Linked DNA regions of Mus musculus: region 2 is linked to region 1. The links are chromatin contacts, called in public Hi-C maps. All regions are on one chromosome and are shown on one strand. Each heading gives the region's core, a stretch centred on a gene start, on an enhancer-like site or on the middle of the called end of the contact. The rest is flanking DNA. Distances are from core to core; before and after follow the strand shown. Region 1 has its middle 19 kb from the start of Tmprss13. Region 2 overlaps Dscaml1 (DS cell adhesion molecule like 1).

The links. Hi-C and Micro-C count contacts between places; a contact is called where the count stands out from the background.
Region 2: a Hi-C map of muscle stem cells shows a contact between it and region 1, with 4 times the contacts expected there. The contact joins two enhancer-like sites. A contact is called at or near these places in 1 of 484 Hi-C or Micro-C datasets (muscle stem cells) and 1 of 9 other capture datasets (pancreatic islet).

Annotation. Positions count from the first base shown.
Region 1 is chr9:45,298,477-45,302,090 of GRCm38.p6, forward strand. No RefSeq gene overlaps it. Among named protein-coding and RNA genes, the nearest start is that of Tmprss13, 19 kb to the right of the region's middle. Within about 2 kb of position 2,180, at least 318 of the 459 cell types and tissues checked have an H3K27ac peak or open chromatin away from gene starts, as enhancers often do. A contact at or near this core is called in muscle stem cells, where this site is marked.
Region 2 is chr9:45,662,828-45,666,001 of GRCm38.p6, forward strand. All of the region lies in intron 4 of Dscaml1 (DS cell adhesion molecule like 1), which reads left to right. Among named protein-coding and RNA genes, the nearest start is that of Gm22069, 30 kb to the left of the region's middle. Within about 2 kb of position 1,719, at least 47 of the 459 cell types and tissues checked have an H3K27ac peak or open chromatin away from gene starts, as enhancers often do. A contact at or near this core is called in muscle stem cells, where this site is marked.

The DNA of each region.
Region 1 (3,614 bases), core at 930-3,429:
GCCTCATATTCATGTCAATCAAAACTGTCTCCAGAAACTGACCAGAGCCCCTTTAATAGAGAACCATCGGTTTATGCTGTCAGGTTTCTTTCTGTTTTCAACACAGGAATAGCTATGATGGGAATTGAAAGAAACAAGGAAGTATTTTCCATTCACACCTGGATGTTGGCATCGGGGGTTGGACAAGCATCCACCTTAAAATTCACCCAAGTGTTTCACGTGTGGTTCAGGTGCCAGCGCAGAGTCAAACCCTCCTCGCCCTCTTCAGAACCCTCTGATCTTCAGCAAGTTACTGGGTATCTTCTAGCCTCTCTCAACTATCAAGAGGGCATCACAGTGATACCTGGGGTCCAGGGCAGCCTGAGATACCCAAAGGCCAATCCTAAAGGGCACAGTGAGTGCACTGAAGGTTAATCCAAGAAATCAGCCATTCTCCAGTAACAGGCCTGGAAGAACTAGGTATCTCCTGACCTGACTATCAAACTGGCTGGGAGTGAGAGAGTACTTGTTTCCCAGAAAGACACTCACAGCTTCTCAGATCACCTCATGAAACGGAATGAAGCCCAGACAATAATGGATCAGTGGGCGTTCTGACCAGGACTGCTTAGATATGCAAGTTCCTAGCCCTCTGTTTAAATTTCAATTTCACTTTAGGGTTCTGAGATGGACTTGAAGTGGTCACTGGATCTGCCTCTTCCCAATGTGACCACAATGAGCAAATCTCCTTTCTGGTTCTCTCTATTGGTCTGGTTGGGTAGATCTATTTATCTATTGTCTTCTTGGGGTAGAGACTGTGACAGGACTGTGACCCCCCCCCATCTTTTGGTAGCAGTCCCTGCTCTTTGAGAGTCCCAGGAGATGAGCTCAGCTCGGCCCCGGAGGTGATGTCATCTGAGTCTTCTCCGGAGGGACTTCCAAGGGAGCCCTGTGTGAGTTCACTCTGCACTTCTGTTTTCAAACAGCTGCTCTCTGCTCCGGTCTCTGGGTGCCACTCTCAGTTCTCTCTTTGATTCCCACCCAAACCAACAGAGAAGCCAAGTGAAAGAGTAAAAACTCCCTTATGTATGTAATCAATCCACTGAAAACGAAGGTCCAAGGAGAAGCCAGCGTGCCTGTCTCGGGGACCTACACTCCAGCATACACAAGGACATTGCTACCTTTAAAGTCATGTTGACCACCTTGCCCCAAGGGTCTCATGGTAGCGCATCAACCCCAAAGGGACTCACTGTTCACTTCTTCCCCCTCCGTCCTCACTGTTCTCATTGGTTTGTTTTTCTAAGTGTATGAGTGCCTGGCCTGCATGTATGTCTAGTGGGCGTAATGCCCACAGAGGCCACAAGAGGGTGCCAGAGCTCCTGGAACTGGAGTTATGAACAGTTGTGGGCCACCGTATGGCTGCTGGGAATGGAACCTGGGTCTTCTGTAAGAACAAGTGCTCTTGAGCACTAAGCCATCTCTCCAGCCCCCTCTTTGTTGTCTTCCTCTGAAACCTTCTTACCATTCCCATCACCACATAGATTCTTCTACTTTCAGCTAACCACTTTGTTTCCTCTGGATCATTCATTGTTACATCCATTAGTTAATTTGTGAGTCCTCACCTGCCTCCCTCTGTCACATCTCCTGAGAGCATGGCTCTTGCCAATCTGCATACCCCAGGACACCCAAACAGATATGTGCCACCAGGACACTCTAATTTGGTCTAGTGTGGTATACCAAGTGGTACAGAAAAGGGGGACACATGAAGAGGATGCAGATCTAGAGGCAACATTGGGAAGCATTAAGTCTCAGGGACCTGAAGAGTGGCATCGGCTTCCCCAACACCTCACTGGCAAAGCACTGAATTAATTTAGAAAGGATCCCTTAGAGAACTCCGAAAAGTCCGTGAAGATGACAAGATGATGTTTCTTCAAGAGGATGCTCAGGGAAAAGGTCAAAGTGAGAAAATTATAGAGGAAGTGGACTGGGAAGAGGGGTGTCTCGTACTGGGAGCTACAGGGTATGAGGCAACTGAGGAAAACCGGTACTGGGGGTAGCCAGGAGGTGGAAGGAGCAGAGAGCTTTTCCGAATGCTGTCACTAGGTGGCGCCCGAAGACAGAAACTGGAAGGCAGGACATTCACGCGAGCGTGCAGATTCTCCAAGTCACTTCCCCGGAAATGACTCAGCAGGGATGACTTCAGCAGGTGGGGTTCTTCCGCTTGCGACCCAGGCTGCACGACGTTACATCAGGCACTGGGTGCAGAGGAAGTGGGCTTCTCATTTCATTCACGGAGTACCCACTCTTCACTCATCATCAGTCCAGTCCGGGTTCTTTTGTATCTGGGCAATGTCGTGAGAGCATCTGACTGATCCCTGCACGGAACAACGTGAAGTAAATGGATGACAGAGTGGAAAACACTCTAAGCCAGCCCAGCCCAGCCTCGCTCACAGTTCTAGCGCATGCTCTCTCTCCTCTGAAACCAGGCATCACTAGTCAACTTCACCCTGTGCCTGGCATTTATGACACACTGCCCTACAGACTGAGTCCATATCTTATCTCCCTGACTGTGGAATGTAGCATGTGCTGGTCATATCTCATTAATCACTTTTATCTCATGAACATCCCTCCCCAACACTCAGCATAATATCTGGACCACTGGCCTGTTTGGTAAAGATCTGATGATGATGGTGGTGATAATAAAGGGGGAGGAGGAAGAAGCAGAGGATGGAGGAGGAAGAGGAAGAAGAGGAGGAGGAGGTGGAGGAAGAAGAAACCATAGGCCATCGCCAATGAGGTAGTTACTTGCCTAGCAAGTCCTACACATCATAGATATTAACGATGACAAAGGTCACTGGAGCAGGGAGGGGAGGTGCCTGGGCTGGCTGTGAGGGTACTCAGCAGCTCTACTCCCAGCATCATATCTTAGGCAGGAAGTGGTACAGAGAATCCCCATAGCAAGGCCTTTACCACCCCCATTGCTAACAGAGCAGTTTGGGTCCTACTGGACTACGACTCCATCATTATATCCTACTGGGCTGCAGTCTCGTAATAGAGGAATGCAAGGCCTAAAAATCAGTATTGAGACGTCCAAGATACCTGCCATCTGTGCAACACTGAGTCTGCACCTCTGTCTACACAGTAGCTGTTGTGCTTTATAAAAGAGAGCCAGGATATGTTTGATAGAACCAAGTATGGTACAGTGGGAGGGGGCCTTGGTGGGCCTGTGCTGTGACATCCCTTCTCTCTGAGGTACCAGCCATAGGACAGGTATAGTGTGGACAGAGTTTATTTATGCGTGGGAAGGGGGGTTGGGAAGGGAGTAGAGACAGAGAAAGACAGGGGGTAGAGGGAGAAGGAGAAAGGGGTCAGCGAGAGAAGAGAGTCAGGGGTGGGGGCAGAGTGAGCAAGGAGCGACCAAACAAAGTCTTTAAGAACAAGCCAGGCCTACCTGGCTGTTGCTAGGTAACTGTTGGGCGGAGCCTAGAAGGAATGCTAACAGGGGCCATGCCACTGTACCCCATTGTGTACTTTCCAGTTCAAGGCGAGGGTAGGCGGTGTGAATGTGCATGCTGATAGCTGACCAGGGCCAGAGGGGGAAGGAGGAGGTGGTTACCAAAAATACCCGGATACAAGGC
Region 2 (3,174 bases), core at 469-2,968, 360 kb after region 1:
ACCCAGAGATACCCTTGAACTTCTGATCCTGCTGCCCCCAGCTCCTGAGCACTGGGGTTTTAAGTGTGCCACCACTTCACATGTATGCTGTGTTGAGGGTCAAATCAGGACCCCACGCATGCTAGGCAAGCACACTCCCAACTCTTCATCCTCAGCCCCCAATGTTTTCTGTCATATTCCATGCTATTTTAATTTTCTTCAATGCTGGTTGCAACCCACAGAATGGATAGCACAGCCTCCTGGGGGTGGGGATGGGGTGGGGGCGTTGACCAGCAGTTTGAACATCCTTGCCTTGAAGAGATGGGGAGGAATGGAAAGAGAGAACGAACTGATAGAAACTCACTTTGTGGGTGGCTAAAACCACAGGATCATGCCCCACTCCAGGCTCTGGAAAAGGACTCAGCTATTCTGTCTGTTTCTGTCATCTATAGCTTAGGGACATCAACCCTCATTGACAGGTGACCCCTCAGGACCTGTCTCATGTGCCTAACACAGTTGAAAGAAAGATCAAGCAAACGGGAATCGGGAGGCAATAACCAGACTGCCCAGTCTGACCCTCATGTCTCTGATGTCTGGTCCTGTGGCTAGCACCCAGTGAAAACCAAGCAAACATTTGTGGCATTGGGGAGCGCCGTGGGAAATCATGTGTCTGTGGTGAGACAATGACACTTGGCCATGGCGCAGACCATGTGGTAGGACTTCTGAATCTGTAGCCAACTCAGAGTGTGTTCCGTTGGAGTGGTTTGCTTCCAAATTACAGAGCCTTGTTTGCATGGTGCTTTGCATCTCATTTGCATGCTCCTCACACAGTGCAGGGGTGGGGGCACAGAGAGCTCCTATTGCAGTCCTGCTCTGCTCTCCCCCATCAAATCCTTCATTCTGTGCGCCGGTGGCCAGACTTACAGCTTTGGGAGTGGGGAGTGAGGATTAGGCAGGGGTCCCTCAAAAGAACAGATTCTGGAAGCTGGAGGCTGTGCCAGCTTTTCTTTCTAGGCCTACACCATCGTGTTGGGTAAAAGGCACGGTGGAGGAACCGTGCCTCTAAGGACTAGGAGATAAAACCTCACCTAAAGGGACAGAGGTCAGATACAAAGATGTCTGGACAATTCTGGGAGAGAGGCCTGGGCCCAGAGAGAGTGGTTCAGGATAGGAAAGAAGACCTAGACCCAGACCAGAGAGACACACCAAGACAAAGGGAAGTGGGAGAAAGGAAGGAAGATGCCGGAGGGAAGAGAACAGCAAGGAGAGGAGGAGAGACCTTGCAGTGACGCAGGGCCCTGATGTGATGTGATGTGACAAGGCAGCTGCAAGCTGCTTGTCTCTGAAAAAAAAAAAAAAAAAAACGCAAGTGATCTGAGAGGGAGGCAGGGAAAGGCATCAGGGGAGCTGGGGACTGCCAGGCTCACTGCCCCTACTGCGCCCCTAAGCCCAGCCTGTCCCCAGGAAGCACCTGCTCCGTGTCTCGAAGGCCTATGAGCGCCTGAAAGGGCTCCCCATATGTGAAGGTGAGGGGGATGAGGAGGGGGCCACATCCTGGGTTGGAGATGACGCAAGAAGGCCAGAGGCTCTTTGCGAGCTGGACTAGCAAGCGTCCAGTGAAGTCCAAGAGAACGGCAAATACAGTTAGCTGGGCAGTCGTTAGGAGGCCACTGGCTATGGCATGTGGGATTCAGTGGTACTTGATGCCTGGCAGGCCTCCAGAAGCCAGCATTGGCAGGGAGGTCTGTGTCTTTGCCCTGTGGTTCCTACACCATCTTCCTGTCTCTGTCACATTCCCAAGGCAGGGCATAAGAGTAGGGAACTTTTTCTATTTTTCTGTTTTCTAAGTCAAACAGGGCAGTTACAGAAAGAGACTAAGTCTCCCCTGAATCCTCCGTGATAACACCCCTTCCATATGACTTGGGGCTTTCTAGAGACTTCTCCAAAGCAGAGCATCAACCTCTCAGAGACTTAGTCTGAGCCTCACCGTGAGACAGAGAACAAGGGACCAGACAGGATGTGGAACCGGATTGCCATTCCCCAGCAAATGCAGGACAACCATGGAGCAGACTCTGTGTGCCCTGGTTCCAGCCTTAGCTCAGACAACAGGGCATCCCAGCAGCCTGACCTGGGGCCCCACAACCTCAGGCAGAGCTGTCGTTCCCAGCCCAGAGCCTACGCTGGCAGCGCCCAGTCCCCTGGGATGTCACGTGTACACGCCATAGCCCTTTACGTCTCTGCTTCCTGGTAATGAAAGAGGTTTCTTTTCCCTACCACCCCCTGGAATTTAATTTCACGCCTAGGCCTCGGTGATTAATTCTCTCCCCCCTACCCTGCCCCTCCTCAGCCACCCTGGCGGCCCCTCCGCTTGTAAATTCTGCCCTGTGCCATGGAATTTGTGTATTTCGCATCAATTAAGTGTCACATTGAGTAATTCTTCTCTGGCACTGGCTCTGTTGATCCCAACCAATCAACCGTTCCCACTGGGGTGGAGGAGGGGAGAGGACCGCAGATCTGGACGGGAGGGAAGGGGGATGAGCATCAGTTGGCAATCAACGGTGCATCTGCCCCTCCTGTGTCTGTGAGGCACCGTGGCACACAGCCTGCCACGCATTGCCTAGGACGGAAATGTAAGATATGGAGGTGCCAGGCGGTTAAGAACACTGACTGCTCTTCTGAAGGTCTTGAGTTCAAATGGTGGCGCACAACCATCTGTAATGAGATCTGATGCCCTCTTCTGGTGTGTCAGAAGACAGCTACAGTGTACTCAAACATAATAAAAAATAAATCTCTAAAAAAAAAAAAAAAAAGATACGGTGGTGTCATAACCACCTCCCCTGGGCAGGGGAGACACTCAGAGCAGAGGTCATGAGACTCACCCAAAGTCTTAAGGCAGTCTAGAGACCAGGTAGATGTGTCACTTGGACCTCCTGGGTCCCAGCCATAAGCAGAGACAGAGAAGCACCTCTGGAAAGTTCCTCTCTGGGAGAGACTCCTGCCCTGACTCCTCTCCAAGGTACAAGAGCAAAGAGCTGACAGCCCCCATTGATGCGGTGAGTCTGCAGCTCCCCCATTTACTCCATTCAGCGTGTTAGATTATTCCATCTGGGGCCCCAGCTGCTGAACCAGGACAAGGGCAAGCTGCTTTCAGAGCTCTGGTCTGCCATGTCCTCCTGAGCTGGTCCCTATACTTCT